2 separate regions of the Gossypium hirsutum genome follow, and region 1 is linked to region 2. A link is a contact called in public Hi-C data. All regions are on one chromosome and are shown on one strand. The core of a region is the stretch at or near the end of the contact, and the rest is flanking DNA. Distances in the headings are between cores, read along the strand shown. Region 1 holds the start of LOC107918951 (U-box domain-containing protein 9). Region 2 has its middle 37 kb from the start of LOC107894337.

Evidence for each region. Hi-C and Micro-C count contacts between places; a contact is called where the count stands out from the background.
Region 1: a contact with region 2 is called in a Hi-C map of leaf, with 2.2 times the contacts expected there. The contact joins the promoter of LOC107918951 here to the enhancer-like site in region 2. A contact is called at or near these places in 4 of 34 Hi-C or Micro-C datasets (all in leaf).

Annotation. Positions count from the first base shown.
Region 1 is chrD13:34,958,526-34,961,948 of Gossypium_hirsutum_v2.1, reverse strand. It overlaps LOC107918951 (U-box domain-containing protein 9), which reads left to right and starts at 1,746. Exons shown (of 2, transcript XM_016848511.2): 1 at 1,746-2,418; 2 at 3,165-3,423. The coding sequence starts at 2,185.
Region 2 is chrD13:34,479,011-34,482,412 of Gossypium_hirsutum_v2.1, reverse strand. No RefSeq gene overlaps it. Among protein-coding and RNA genes, the nearest start is that of LOC107894337, 37 kb to the right of the region's middle. Within about 2 kb of position 1,457, at least 7 of the 9 cell types and tissues checked have an H3K27ac peak or open chromatin away from gene starts, as enhancers often do. A contact at or near this core is called in leaf, where this site is marked.

The DNA.
Region 1 (3,423 bases), core at 497-2,996, 480 kb before region 2:
AGAAGCATAAAAAGGGCATTCAAGTTTGATTCAAGTTCTCCTTTTTAAGTTATTTCTCAAAAGTTTTAAATTCTTTCTCTTTTTTGTAAAATCTTTCCTTCACTATCAGTCTCATTTTGTAACCTTAGCTCTCATCCGTCCTCCCGCTAAATGGTATCAGCCCAAAGCTCGGCATGTAAACTGTTAGCACTCCAAATCTAATACAAAAACCAGCCAGCCAACCACCATGTTCATCCTGAATCGAGCCACTCGCTGTAGTATTTCGTGTCAATATTCAAACGCTGCCATCAATGTCAAGAATGTATGCAGTTGAAGGTGGTTTTCTCAGCTAACCCTTCGCACAATAGTAATGAAGCATGTAACAGATTTCTTCCAAACATTATAAACGTCCAAGGCAAGCCTTCTAGCATAGCCCACCACTTGCACAACAGATTGACTTTGTCCTTGAAAAATTTCTATGTTTCTTCCCTTCCATAGTCCCAATAAAAAAGATCCCCCAAAGAAGCAGCAAACTTATTAGCTGTTCAGACCTACTGTTGTTTTTTACCCACTGCTTGAAATCCATATTGAAGAAACGCGGTTCTTGTGAGAGAGCTTGAACCGCATTCTAGACTTCTCTGGCAACTAAACAATCTCTAAGAATATGATCTATAGATTCGATTGGATCACCACACCATTCTTTCTATATCTTACTTGATTAGTATCAACTTTGTTAAGGATGATAAGCTATATAAGGAACCTCACTCGTTCCGGACATTTAAGCTTCCAAACCCACATCAAATTCTCTCTAGAATCACCCTCCTGTCTATTACATAGCATATTATAAGCAGAGGAGATCGAGAATTGACCATCCTTTGCCAAACCCCAACAACATTTATCTCTTTCAGTTCTTAAAGAAGGAATAGGATCCGCTTTTATTTCCCCTTTTGAACCTCATGGAGCCACCACGTCTTTGAATTAGATAAGTAATGCCCAACCTTCCAATCAGAATCAATAGTAGATAAGGAGTGAATTAACTTTTTCTCTCCAACCCACCAATCAAGCCATCACCAATTCGCCATTTAACCCCTTTTTTGATGCATTCTTGGGTAGTTAGTACGCACGTGCAGTCTCCGTACTGTCAATAAACTGAGTAGAATGCAGGTATTTTTTTGTAGAACACTTCACACCAAAGTGCATCGGCCTTTGTATGCAATTTCCAACCATGTTTAGCAAGTAAAGCTGAATTGTTCTCCCTAGATTTCCTCAACCCTAGACCACAGAAACGTTTCGGTCAACAAATTGTCTCCCAATTTACCAAGTGATTATGGGACTACCTTGAAGAGCCACCCCAAAGAAAATTTCTTTGAATTCTATCAAGATGGTTACAGGTGGCCATCGATAATAAGGCAGTTTGCATAGTGTATAAAGGTATGGCACTAGTTGTCGACTGAATCAGCGTACGTAGACCCGCATATGTAAGAACCTTCCCCTTTCAATCATCCAACTTTCTCATTACTCTGTCTATTAAGTGCAGCATAAGTCTCGGATGTTACTCGTTTGTGAATTATGGGAACCCCAAGGTAAATTCCCAAGCCATTTGTCACACGATTGGCAAATTAATAATTATTGCATTAATTAAACCATTATTGCATTAATTAAACATTTCTTTTATTTATTTATTATTAATTTTTTTAACAGAAGCAAACAAACAATATTATTTGAAACAAGAAGAATGATTTTCTTTTTGGCAAATAACAGATGATTACGTCGCAACAGATCATTGGTGTTGTGACCTAAAGTCTGTACCTTACCCGGTAAGAGGATCATCTCCCCTTTGGTTGGCAGCATTGGCTGAATACTGATGTAGAACTATTGAAGTATAAATACATTACACTGACATTTTTTCAAAAGATTAACCAACAAAGAGAGAAGAACAAGAAGAAAATCCAGTCCAACTTTCCCTCTATTTCTTTTCTCTTCTCTGTTCCCAAACAGAATCCCACTTTTTTTTTCTTTATTGGGTATTAAAAATTCGGTTCCATTTTCCTTCCTGCGAAAGCAAGAACCAGTTACTTTTCAATTGTGAAAACAGAGTAAAAAACAGAGCAAACCCAGAAAATCCATTGAATCACCTCGGTTTTCAATCTTTTTTTTTTTCCATTTTCTTGCCCGGAAATAACCCAGAATATATTGTTCCTTGAAATGGCTGAAAAAGAGGAGTCTTCAGCAGCAGGAGGAGGACGAGAGGAAGAGTTAAAGAAAGAACTGCAAAGCGTTGTAAAGAAAATTGTTGATGAAGATAACTATGGAACTGAGATAACACTTAAAGCCATAAGCATCTTGTCTGATTTGAGTGATACAGTTTTGACTAAGAAATTCAGGTGTCCTATTTCGGGTGAAATCATGGGCGACCCTGTGGTCTTGAGTTCCGGCCTGGTTAGACTTTTGTATATTTGCTTTTCTTAACATTTTCTTTCTTGTTCTTTTTTTATCATTTTATCGAATGGTATGTTAATAGTCTTGTTTGTTTATGGAAGATTCAAAAGTTATTTATGTTAAAAAAAACCATTGCTTTATCGAGGAATTGCTTTTGGAATATAAATAAATTGTATCATGCATGTGGATTATAGGTGCTTGTGTTACTTGAATCCTTGTTTTCTTTTTATATATATTTGATCATGCCCATGAAGTATTATCCTTTAAATATGTGAAAAAGGTTAAAGAATAACCGAATATATTCATGTTGACAGGTATTCTTACCCCATATTTATTAACTTGGTTTGGTTTGTTTCGGTTGGAAATGAATCTGGTTTGTGGAAAATATTCATGCTTTTAATGAGATTAGGAAAAAGTTAGATTATTTGGGATTCAAGTGAGAGTGTCGAATATTAGCTCGTGTTTAATATGAGGATGTTTGGTTTTCTCTAAGTTCTATTTCGTGTGTATTTGAATGGTTGTATCCTTAGACCAATGTCTAAATATATCTTTGAACATACTTCAATAGATCTTGTTAACAGTTCATGACTTCCATGAACTTAGAGCTTCAACATTTGATCTTTTTAGCATAAATTTCCAGTTCTTAGGAAACAATAATTTGAGCTTAAAATATTTGCAAGATCTTTATGATTTCTTATCTTTACCTTCTTTTGGATGTGTATTGATGGTATGTTATGGCTTTTCAGACTTATGATAGGCCATCAATCCAGAAGTGGTTGAATGAAGGAAACTTAACATGTCCTCAGTCCAAGGAAGTGCTCTCCCACACTATCCTCACCCCTAACTGCTTGGTTCGAAAATTGATTTCAAGCTGGTGCAAAGGACATGGCGTTGCCGTACCGAGATCCCATCAGGATACCAATGGAGAAATAATTACTGAGTTCGACCGCCTGTACTTTAACTCTTTGGTCACCGAGATGTTTTCTTCCCTTACTGATCGCAAGG
Region 2 (3,402 bases), core at 208-2,707:
AACAATTGGTTAAAGTAAAAAGTGTTTTGGTTGACCAATATTGACTAGGACTGATCGATATTGACCAGTAACGTGGCACTATTAGAATACACCACTTGTCTTTTTTTAATTTCTTAATTATATATTATATTGATTAGAATGTAAAAATCATATATAATATATAAAAAAATTTAAAAAGGTTAAATTTTTTTATAAAATTTTAAAATATATAATTATAAATTTTAAAAACTCAAAATAATATATAAAAAATTAAAATGTTATAAAAATTATTAAGTTTCAAGTAATTGAAATTTTTTTATAACTATATATTTTAAAATTTTATAAAAAATTTCATTTTAAACTTTTTTGAAAAATAAAATTTTAAAATAATTTTTACCATTTTTTTACATTTTCTGTAATAATATAATTAAGTTCAACTAATTTATGTTCAATTATCATATTTTTGTAAATTTTATTTTTATAATTTTATTTATAGTCTTTTTCTAGATTTTATATATTTTCTGAATTTTTTATATTTATATTTATTTTATATTTTTAATGTGTATATACATTTAATAAAATAAAATATTTGTTTACATAAAAACACAATGTGGCATTTTGTGATTGATTATAAGATATTTTTAAACGTCTGTTAAAAAATAGACTAAGAAATTTAACAAGGCATACTTGAGATACCAAATTGGGAAGAAATTGATACCTTAAATACCAAATTGGAACAAAAAAGAATTTAGATATCCAAATGAAAAAATAGATATACTTCAAGACCAAATCGTGAATTTTTTTAAAAAAAAACCACTCATTAAAAATGACAATTTGAGAGGAAATGATAACTTTTTTTTGTTTTTTTATTAAAAAATTGGTTTATTTAACAAGAAGTACTTTTGTGTTTAGAACTTTATTATATAAAGACTTCCACTTTTTTATATTACAGAAACAACCCTTTTAATTTTCAGAGTTTTAATATTTTACATTTAATTCTTTTAGGAATTAAAAAAAGTCAATAATGAATAACGTACAGTTTAAAGGAAAAATTATCATCCATGCCCTTCAGGATTTTTTGAAAGACAGAATTACATATCTAACATTTTAACATTAATTGATTAATTTAGTTTTTAATATTGAATTATTATTATTATTATTATTATTGGTTTTAAAATAATATATATAGATATGAAATCTTTAAAACCAATAATTACTTTCGCAACATATTTTTAAAGTAGAATGATTATTACTATTTTTAAAAATCGTTGATAAATACTTTTAAAATATTTTCTTAAAATATTTCAACTTTTTTTTTTTTGAAATTTCAACTGGATTCAAAAAGAGAAAAAAACATAAAAATCGTCCAAGTTGGGCTGAACCCAAACAATAAAATCCTAAATATAACAATAAAGAAACGGGCTGTAATCATTTTAGCCCACTACCGAAGAAAAAAAACAACAAAAAAATAAAAACCCCCAGCCGAAAGTAATCCAGTTGTCTCTAATAATTGTTCTGTCGTTTCCTCTGCCTAAGACCACTGAACAGTAAAAGCAAATCCCCTCAAATCTTTTGCTTTTCTGATTGCTTTTACTATACTGCTCTTCATCTTTCATTTCAATCAATACCCACTTTTGTCAAAACAAATCTTATCTCATTTCCCTTTGCTCCAAAAAGCCCAGACGAGTTGGTTCCTGCTCCTCACATAACGCTTGTGAGGTCTCTTCTTCCAGGTAAAGTTCTTCTCCTTTCTTGAGTGTTTCTCTTGCTATTTTGTGTGCTTCCATATTTCCAGTCCTTGGTATGAAGGAGAATCTGATTTTTTGAAAGAAACCTTTTAGACTTTGAATATCACTGATGATTGCTCCTATTTCTGACCTGTCACGATTTTCGCTTTGGCATTTAGATGTAACTGTTTTTGAGTCTCCTAATATGTCCACATTAAGGTAACCCAGTTGAATCCCTAACATTGTTGCTTGATATCCTACGTATGCTTCCGCCGCGAAAGGAGATGCCCCATTTTCATGAAGGATTGACTTTGCTGCTACGATTTTACCCTCCTGCTCCTTGACCACAAGGCCTGACGCCGATCTGTTATGTTATGAGTCGAAAGCCGCATCGAAGAAGATGGCCATATTTTCTCTTTGTTGTCTCTGACTAGTCTTTGTATTCTTTACTAAGGTGAATTCCCTTTTTCGAATACCTTCCATATCAAGGATATAGCTTTTAATTTGTTTGGATATGTCTCGACTGGTACTGATTTTGCCTTCATAAAGGAATTTATTTCTGCTTGTCCAAAGTATCCATAGCCCATAGCTGAATCCTTGACACTGTTCAGTTGTTCCTTCGCTGAAAACCCAGGTAAGCCAACTCCAGAGATCTAAGTTACTGTTATTAAATACCCATGAATAATTCAACTGACCCCATACTTCTTTTGCTATAGGACACCGTTGAAAGACGTGGTTACTATCTTCTGTTTCCTGTCCACACCTCAAGCATCGATCCTCAGTTATTACTCTTCTCAGTTTTAAGTTGGAGAAAGTTGGAATGTAATTCCACGCAATTTTCCATACTGTAATCTTAACTTTTGTAGGCAGATCTAAATTCATAATTTCCTGAAAAAATTATTTGTATGGGTCTGTAAATAATCATTTAGCTCTGTAGTAGATTCCTGTAATAGTTTATAGGCGCTTCTCACTATAAAGACTCCCGTCGCCTCCCCTCTCCAGACTTGGATGTCTTCTTGATCAGACTTTGAAAGCGGAATCTGCATTATTTTCTTCGTAATATCCGTATTAAAGGTACGGACAATCAACTCTGTATTCCATGTTCTGCTTTCTTTATTGATTAAGTCGGACACTAACCTTACTTCATCATTGTTGTTGTTATTTTGTACCTTGTCTTCTGTTACTCCCGGTATCCAGCAGTCATTCCAAATTGATTTACTTTCTCCTGCTCCAACCCTCCAGCATAAGCCATCCAACAAGAGTTTTTTTGTTGACCAGATACTCCTCCAGGTGAGTGAAGGTAAGTTACCCAAAGAAGCATTTAAGAAATTCGTTCTAGGAAAATATTTAGCTTTTAAAACTTGGGCTAACAAAGAATTCGGATAATTAAAAAGGCGCCAACCCTGCTTGGCTAATAGCGCAACATTGAACTTGTTTAAACTTCTAAATCCTAAACCACCCAAATCTTTTGGTAAGCAAACATCTTTCCACGCACACCAATGGATCCCCTTTTTACTTTTATTTTTTTGCCACCAAAATTTTGCAATAATTCCCTCCAACCCTATACATAAAGTTTTAGGAAGAAAAAAACAAGACATTGCACAGGTTGGTATAGATTGTAAAATGGCTTTAATGAAAATTTCCTTACCTCCTTGCGAAAGATATTTGATGCTCCAATTATCAATTCGTTGTTTGA